Regions from separate parts of the Hordeum vulgare genome. Here all the other regions are linked to region 3. Evidence: chromatin contacts called from public Hi-C data. All regions are on one chromosome and are shown on one strand. Each heading gives the region's core, a stretch centred on a gene start, on an enhancer-like site or on the middle of the called end of the contact. The rest is flanking DNA. Distances are from core to core; before and after follow the strand shown.

Region 1 (2,700 bases), core at 124-2,623, 160 kb after region 3:
ACGAAAATCAAAATTGGGCCCAAATTTCAACAAGTTCTGATTAGAGAAGAACTAATGTATCTAAAATATAAAAATATGTATACAACTGATCAAGAACAAACTTAATTTCGTCCTAGCTACTCCTATCCTAGCACTTTGGACAAATAAATTTGTAACCGATATCTAACCCAAGAACAAATAATCTCGTCCTACTCGGCTCCTCCTAACCTAGGTCAGAGAGATCAAACTTAATCAGGTACTATTGATGAAGAAAAGGGATAAAATTACATAGAAAACGGTGATACTTAAGGCCAGCCAGGTCGTGGGCAATCGCCGATGGCGGAAGGCATCAGACTCTGCTTTGGGTGACTGTCGGAAAAACGCTGAAAGCAGCCGGACGGCGTCCTAGGCAATGGCGGAAGGCAGCAAACCGCCTCTGATCAATTGGCGGAACCCACAAGTCTTAGCGATCGATCCATACATGTATCATGGATAAGCACTTAAGCAGGCCTCGTGACGATTTGCTTAGCAGGCTGTTGGGTACGTTTAGTCGGCCGGCTGGCTGTTAGATTATGGCTGGTTAGGCAAAATGTGTTTACATTATACGTATCCAGTTATTTGGGGGGCCTGTGCGGTCGCCCACCTCGGCCTCCTTTGTCGACGGGCCTACATCCACATCCATCATCACATCGAGGAAGGAAGACGAAAATGAACATGAATAATGGATATGAATAAAAAATAACATAAAACACGACGGAAAGAAGAAAATAACGTACAGAAAAGGCACACATAAGAATGGATACACAAAGTATTTGTTCAAATATATTGCCTCGTATTCACAACATAACTACTTTTCATCTATTTTTCATTCAATATAAGTGACAACAAGTTTCTGGATCACGACACGGATTGATGACTGCAGACGTTTTGGCACGTATTTGCCCCTTCAATTTTTGCCATTTTCCTTAAAAATACTTCTCCCTTCGTTCTATAATTATTGTCGCGCTCTTAGTTTACAAGCTATTCCCTCAAAAAGCTATATGGAGTATTTTGTCGAATAAAGCATGCACGAAACCTATACAACTACATAACCACTACCACCAGCACTCATTTTTGCTTCATATATATTGTGGCACATGTTCCTTTACTTGTCCATGGAGAGTGGTAGCCGCGTATACATGCATCAATTAGCTTTTCCTTTTTGTCAACCGCATGATTGAAACTGGCGACGTGTTGCAAGGCGGCTGACTGAGAGGAAACCTCAGATCCGTGTTTGTAACCATGATTAGTTTACGAAATACAGGTCGTAATCATGTACTACTAGCACTAGGAAGTAGTACCGCCATCGCCATCACCATCACCATCACCACAATGTATAAACCTTGTAATCGTGATTGGTTCTTGACATACAGGTAGTGATCATTGTAGTAGGGAGCAGTACCACCATCGCCATCACGATTATACATATACCGCCGCTGATAGGAGTGGCAAATTAATCGCGGGCGAATCATTGTTGTTGTTTGTTCAGACGGTGGAATCGAGCCATCATGACTTGAGGCTCAACCGCTGAAGCAACCACTAAACAAGCCGTATCATTTCCAGCCATTCATTAATCCGAGCTGTTAAGCACCTACACGGCTAGCTAATTAAGGTCGAGAATAGAGCCAGCTAGCTCGTTGCAACCTCAGTTTTGACAAAAACTGGCGTTGTGTGGGATTGATTTTTTTATGTTAAAATCAGTATAAACACGTAAAAACATGTGACGACTCCATTCGACCCCCATGGTTTTCGCCTGCTTTTTCTCTAATTAACCCCATATTTCTAATTAATAAGATAAACCTTTTGTACTGATTTTTTTTATCCTTTGATGGGAAATTTGCCAATATTTGATTACAAAATATGACCAAAGTATTGGCTTGTGCAGATAACAGAAACGAGTCTTCTACACTTTGCATGATTTTATTGTACAAGTTGAGTAAATTATTATGAAAAAAATTCGTTTAATGATTTTACATGGCTCCCAAACAATTGTACTCTTTACTTCCACCACGTCCACCACTAGAGAGTCGCGATATTTTTCTCACGCCCCGTGCCGCTCCTGGCCGGCTCGGTCGTGTGGAGGTGCGTCTGCTCGGTGAAGGTTCTCCCGGGCATCGCACGATGTGGATCTGGCGCGGCTTGTCCCCGTGGATCTGACGCGTTTCGGGGGCGATCTGTTCGGGTCGGTGCGGGGTTTGCTCGCGCGTTGCGGGCGGCGGAGGCCAGTCACCGCCGGCGCGCGGTGGTGCTGTTGCTGGGGGCTCAGGGCTAGGGGCGCCATGGTTGGGATGTGGCATGGGTACTGCGTCTCGGTGGGTGCGCGCTGGACCTCGATCCCCTTTTGCGTGGGGTGGATTTGCTCGCCCCGGTGGAACTGGTGCTGGCCAGAGGTTCGTGCGCGCCGTGCGGGGCGAAGGTGGCGTGGCGCCGGGCTATGTCGGAGGGGCTTGATCGCGGGCAGGCCATTGACGCCACATCATGAGGTGGAGCGGGTGGACGAAGACCAGGGGATAGTGTGTTGTGCAGTGCTTCGGATCTCTTCAGATTCGGAGGCGTGATGAAGCTCCGGGCGAAAGCCCAGCCCTGACTTTGGGTCGGTGCCGGCAACCGCGGCGTCATGGCATCGTTCCCTTTCTTAAAGGCGTTGTCATGGAGCTTCATTGCACGACTCTCCGGATGAAA
Region 2 (2,700 bases), core at 15-2,514, 230 kb before region 3:
CCTTTCCTCCAATCTATAATAGCTCCACAAGTTTTGAGAAAAGGCCTACCAAAGATAATAGGGCAAAAACTATCTTGTACTGAACCAAGTACTAGAAAGTCGATAGGATACTTTACCTTTCCACATAGAACTTCAACATCTCATACAATTCCAATAGGAGAGATAGTTTCTTTGTTTGCGAGATGAATAGTAACATCAACTTCTTCAATTTCACATGGTAGAATCTCATTCATAATCTCTTGATAAAGTGAAAAAAGGAATAGCACTAGCACTGAATCCCAAATCACATAGCCCATAACAATTATGATCTCCTATTTTAATAGATAAAACTGGAGTACCTGAAATTGGGTCTTTATTCTTGGCTGCAATAAGGTTAGTGGAAACAACACAAAAATTTATATTGGAATCCTCAACAATACAACATAAGCAAGGCAATAAAATGCCTATATATTGTACAAATTCAAAGGCATCTCATAAATCATCAAGTTCAGCCGTAAAGCAACCCACAACATTGAAGGGGGGAATTTAATTTACGCCATGTCTAACATCTCTTGATAACTACAACATCGCTCTGCTTTGAAGGCGTCTTGACAAACTTTGTAGAAGAAGCGACTTGGCTGGATGGGAGTCTTACTTGTATCAACCGGTGTGGAACTGTTCCAGATGATAATATGATTGTCTATATTCTTGTTATCCGCCTTGATGAACGCTAGAATCATCTAAGCTTCCTCGTGTGCATACCAATCGTTGCTACTAAACTATTTCATTAGGAACCTGGTTGAACTTGATGGGATGTCAAAGAAGCCATCCTAATGGTTTTATTCAAAAAAGGCCATCCTAAGGGACAATACCTCCTCCATATCCATAGATAAAAACCATTAGCATTTCTATTTGAGCCTCTATCAACATTGCCAACCTTCTCAACTAGAGAGAGCGACCGGGTGGCTTGACGACGTGATCCACGATGAGACATTCGACATATATAATGTTGTCAGTATAGTAATCAAACGACATGGAAAAAAGCTGATTGTTCTTCACAAATGAGTTCTGCAAGAATTTTCTGCGATCACTTCCAAGGGAGACCCATATTGATAAGTACTAATATTTTTAGGCTGTCCATATGAATCAGTAGGCTGCAAGGCCGTTGTTATACTCGGATGGGCCAAGTCTCGTTCCATGTCCAGCCCAAACTATCATCGGGCACTCAACGCGGCCCAACAGAATTCCTGCTAGGATATCTTTGGCAGTTACGCTGCGCTTGCACATCCTTCGTTCAGACCGATGTACAACTAGCCTGAACCCCAGTTTCCCAACCCCTTCTCTTCGTCCTCCACCGCCGCCGATCCCGCCGTTCACCACGGCGCCGCTGCCGACGTTGTCTTCTGCTGAGCCCAATCTCTTTCGAAGACTATCTCAGCATCCCAACGCATAGCCTCCTCGTCCACGCTCCACAGGTAAGCCCTAGAAGTCCATGGGTTTCACCTTTTCTGTATTTGTCAGCAACTAAATCGCCTGGTCCGTCCCGGTCATGCCCGCGTGCGTGGTTGTCCTGGATTGATTACTGATGAATTTTCCGCCGCATATGTAATTGATAGGATATATTTTTCCCTGCAGAAGCTTGTGTGCAGCTGCGCCGGCCGTCTGTGTTGGCTTGCTTCCGCGCGGTGTTTCGGTCGGGTCTTGTGATCCACAGGATCTGAGGCGGTCACATCTGCAATGTTTCCGAAGAAAGGGCCCAATCCCTACGGCCAGCCGCCGCAGTATGGTGCGCAGCAACCGTACGGCAAAATTGTAAGCCGCTCTGGAAAACTCATCTGATGCTTTGATCGGCAAACCCTATCTAATGTTGCAAGGTTCTGATATATGCGTGCAAACACTTGCGCCATTTTGGTTGGGTTTTGGCAGCCTGGTAGCGGTGGGTATGCGGCATCTACTGCTGCAGCTGGTGGCACTGATGGCCGTCAGTTTGGCGGCAATGCGGCACAGGGTGCTGTCGGGCAGTATGGAGGGCCTTACGCTGCGGTTTATGGCGCACAGAAGGTTAATTTGTGCTCCTTTTCAATTTGAATTCCGGATGCAATTAATTTTGTTTCCTAATGTTGCTTACTGCTCATTGATGTTACACATGTAATTGAATTGTGTGCGTTGTCGTTTGTCAGTTTCTGTTGTACTCGTGTATGCCAAAGGCATCTCCTTGAGTGAAGGCAAATAAGCAAGGTTATTAGATATCAATCCAATTGTATCTGAATATGATCCAGTACATGCTTTATAGGGAATTAATGGGTCCACATGCACATCTGTGATTAGCAAATCCTAGGTTGACCAATGTTAAAGCTAGTGCCCGGCATTATTGGTCTATAACTAAAACAAATGGGAGTATTTGAAGAATCAGCTTGTTTCTGAACCCGAAAAGATCCATTTATATTCCTTCTCTACTCTTTGCTTTATCTTTTATGCACAGAAATAATCCATGCATAATAAAAACAAATTATGTATTTCAAAGTCTACCATGCCTGCTTTGGAAATGGAAACAAGGTCTAAACATTTGCTTTCTATTAGAGTTAGTAGAGAATTTGCTGTACAATCCAGAAATTTAAAACAGCTCTATGGGATGATCTGAGCAATATAAAGATTGATTGTATACTTCCTCCAGTCCTGTAAAAGCTTTCCTTTTGAACAAGGTAAACTTTGGAAATTTTT
Region 3 (2,700 bases), core at 174-2,673:
CCAACAAACGCTCTCGCGACGGAAGGCCGCCGAGGCGAGACGGCGGCCGGTCTGGAGAAGAACCATGGCATCCTCAATGAGGCCCAGGTGAAAGCAAGCTTCCCCCAGGACAAGGTACCTCCACTGCGTGTCCGTGTTGGGGTTCTTGGAGAGGCCGGCCAGGACGCGGCGTTTGAGCTCGGAGACATCGAAGCAGCGGAAGGAGCGAGCGGCCCCTGTGTCGGTCTCGGCCGCGTCCGAGCGGTGACGGTCGGGAGAGAGGAGCTTGGCACGGGAGATCGTGCCAAGGTCACCGGAGCTGGAAGAGGACAAGGACGACGAGGAGGAGGCATCCTCGCCGGAGCAGGACTTGCCGCAGCTGGGGATGTAGTCACGGAGCATCTCCGCGACCTCGCGGTAACGACGCAGGGCGAGGAGCGCTCGCGCCCGCAGCTCCAGCGCGGCCTCCATCCTCGGCGACAGCTCCAGCGCCGCGTCGATGAGGCCGAGCGCCGCCACGGCGTCACCGCCCCCGGATTCCGGCGCCGTCGCGAGAATCGCCCGCGCCTCCCGAAGGTACCTGTCGATCACCTGCGCATATATACCGAAATGAGCATGAGATTTTTGCCAGCCGAAGTTGGATTCTTGCACAAACAGAGAAAGATGGACCGATTCGAGACAGCAAAAATGAATAAATTTTTGGGGGGACAAAACAAGAAAGAAAACCGAGGAGCAGCGCAGAGCGGACAGTGCGCCCAGATCAAGTGGCTCGATCTTGGGGAAAAAACAAGAACAACAGGGACGCCATGCTCGAAAGAAGCATACAGTTCTTAAGCTCAAACAAGTTGTCCTGTGATGTGGATTTTGGACCAAACAACCTGTCGAGTCAAAGGACCAAATGTTCTTGGCACTTGTGCCGTACAGAGAAAGCAAACAGTTCTTGCACAGACGAGCCATTGGCGTGGCAAGAACTGGGCGGCTGAAGAACACCAAACCAAAGAAAAGAATGCGGAGTGGTGATATCTCAGATCGCAGCTGTGAGCAGGCAAGGGAAAGCACCGAACCTTCCTGTTGCTGAGGAGCCACTTCCTCTTCTTCTCCGGAGCAGAAGGAGGCGAACATACCGCCATTGCCTCACGCGCATGAACCGGCGAGCCCACCCAACCAAAGCTCGGATCGACCCCCTGGGACAGGGGATGCTGGACACCGGAAGAGAAGAGACGGAGAGGAGAGGAATGGCTAGGCGAGAATGCAAGATGAGAGAGAGGAGGCTATATATACGGACCCCTCTCCCAAATCTAACACCCTGTGTGTGTGTGGAGTATTTTATAATGTTATCTCGGTTTGAATTGGTTGGGAAGGGGGAGAAATTGGGGATGGGCAAGGGGAATATGATGGCAAATGAGGGTGGGAGGAGAAATGCCAGCTTTGACTGCACTGCTTTCGTTTTGAGTTTGAGATAGGAGGGGGAGGGTAGGAGAAAGCTTGGATCCCTCAACCATCCTAGCTGGCCAAGATGCCCATCCAACACATCTCACTCACTCACAGGTCCAGTAATTCTTTTATTTTTTAAAGGTCTCCCGTAGGGTGTGGTGTGGTGAGCTTTTTAAAAGTATTGCTGCCCCACTACTCCTCCTCCTCTCCTTGCTCTGTACCCAACCATTTTTTCTTCTTTATTATCTCCTCTTTTCTTTTTTCCCTTTGGATGATTCGTTTATTCTCTCACTTATTTTAGGCTGTAGTATCATTCCATTTGAAAGCCGCAGACTCTTTCAGTTCAACAAAGTTTATGTTGTGCACCATTATGTGCTGTTCTGCTCTTGTCGACATGCTGCGTTGCTAATTAATTAGATATGTTTAACCCAGAGTTTTCTTATTGTAGTACTCAGATTTATATTTAAAAAAATGTCAATATCTACCATAATAACGTTATACAGTATGAAAATTTAATTCATGATTCATCTTAATATTGATTTTATATTATCATTGTTGATATATTTTTTGTAAAGTCAATCAAATTTTATGAAGTTTAATTTCAGACAAGTTTATTATGATGAGAGTACATTTACTACTTGTAATCCTATTAGTTATTTCCGCAACAAAACATGCAGATTATACTTTCTCTGTATCATACTATTTGTCGTTTCGAAACTTGTACTGGTTTCTTTTAATGACTAGTTTTTTCTTAATTTTTTCATAAAAGGAGGAAGACCTCCGCCTCTGAGCAATGTATGCATCCATTTTATTAATTATTCACAAAGACTTTACAAAGTAATACATCAGTAAGACAGAAGCCACCTTCTAGACAACATATGTCGCTACTTCTATACAGTTGATGAAGATATGTTGATAGTGTGGGCCTAATACCAAACATACCTCGCAGCCAAACCTAACATCTAAGACCTGAGACCTCAACCAAGCCACATGCCGGGGATGACAAATATTTAAGTATGGGAAACGCTTTGTGTCAGTAGTCTGCTGGGATTATTTCGTCAGACTCGTCATGTGCCGTTGGTTCTCATTTAATCCAACCGCTTATATTTTCATTCGATCCCATTAAATAGCATGGCTTAATCCTTTCCTAGTAAATCTCCCTCGAAACTTGAGTGTTGCCCCCATCCGTGGCGAGTAAATCTCGCATCCGCAACCCACCTTCCGAGCTGCCCCCCACTCCGTCTCGCAACACACAAGCGAGCACATCCCCGACCTCGTCGAGCTCGC

The links. Hi-C and Micro-C count contacts between places; a contact is called where the count stands out from the background.
Region 1: a contact with region 3 is called in a Hi-C map of seedling, with 3 times the contacts expected there. The contact joins the enhancer-like site here to the promoter of LOC123448843 in region 3. A contact is called at or near these places in 4 of 6 Hi-C or Micro-C datasets (leaf and seedling) and 1 of 1 datasets of contacts at active chromatin or transcription factors (embryo).
Region 2: a contact with region 3 is called in a Hi-C map of leaf, with 2.7 times the contacts expected there. The contact joins the promoter of LOC123448844 here to the promoter of LOC123448843 in region 3. A contact is called at or near these places in 4 of 6 Hi-C or Micro-C datasets (leaf and seedling) and 1 of 1 datasets of contacts at active chromatin or transcription factors (embryo).

Annotation. Positions count from the first base shown.
Region 1 is chr4H:433,356,359-433,359,058 of MorexV3_pseudomolecules_assembly, reverse strand. No RefSeq gene overlaps it. Among protein-coding and RNA genes, the nearest start is that of LOC123450587, 130 kb to the right of the region's middle. Within about 2 kb of position 1,373, at least 3 of the 3 cell types and tissues checked have open chromatin away from gene starts, as enhancers often do. A contact at or near this core is called in leaf and seedling, where this site is marked.
Region 2 is chr4H:433,746,949-433,749,648 of MorexV3_pseudomolecules_assembly, reverse strand. It overlaps LOC123448844 (protein SHORT ROOT IN SALT MEDIUM 1-like), which reads left to right and starts at 1,264. Exons shown (of 22, transcript XM_045125867.1): 1 at 1,264-1,454; 2 at 1,615-1,791; 3 at 1,906-2,040. The coding sequence starts at 1,717.
Region 3 is chr4H:433,521,216-433,523,915 of MorexV3_pseudomolecules_assembly, reverse strand. LOC123448843 reads right to left here and starts at 1,423. Exons shown (of 2, transcript XM_045125866.1): 1 at 1,044-1,423; 2 at 1-570. The coding sequence starts at 1,109.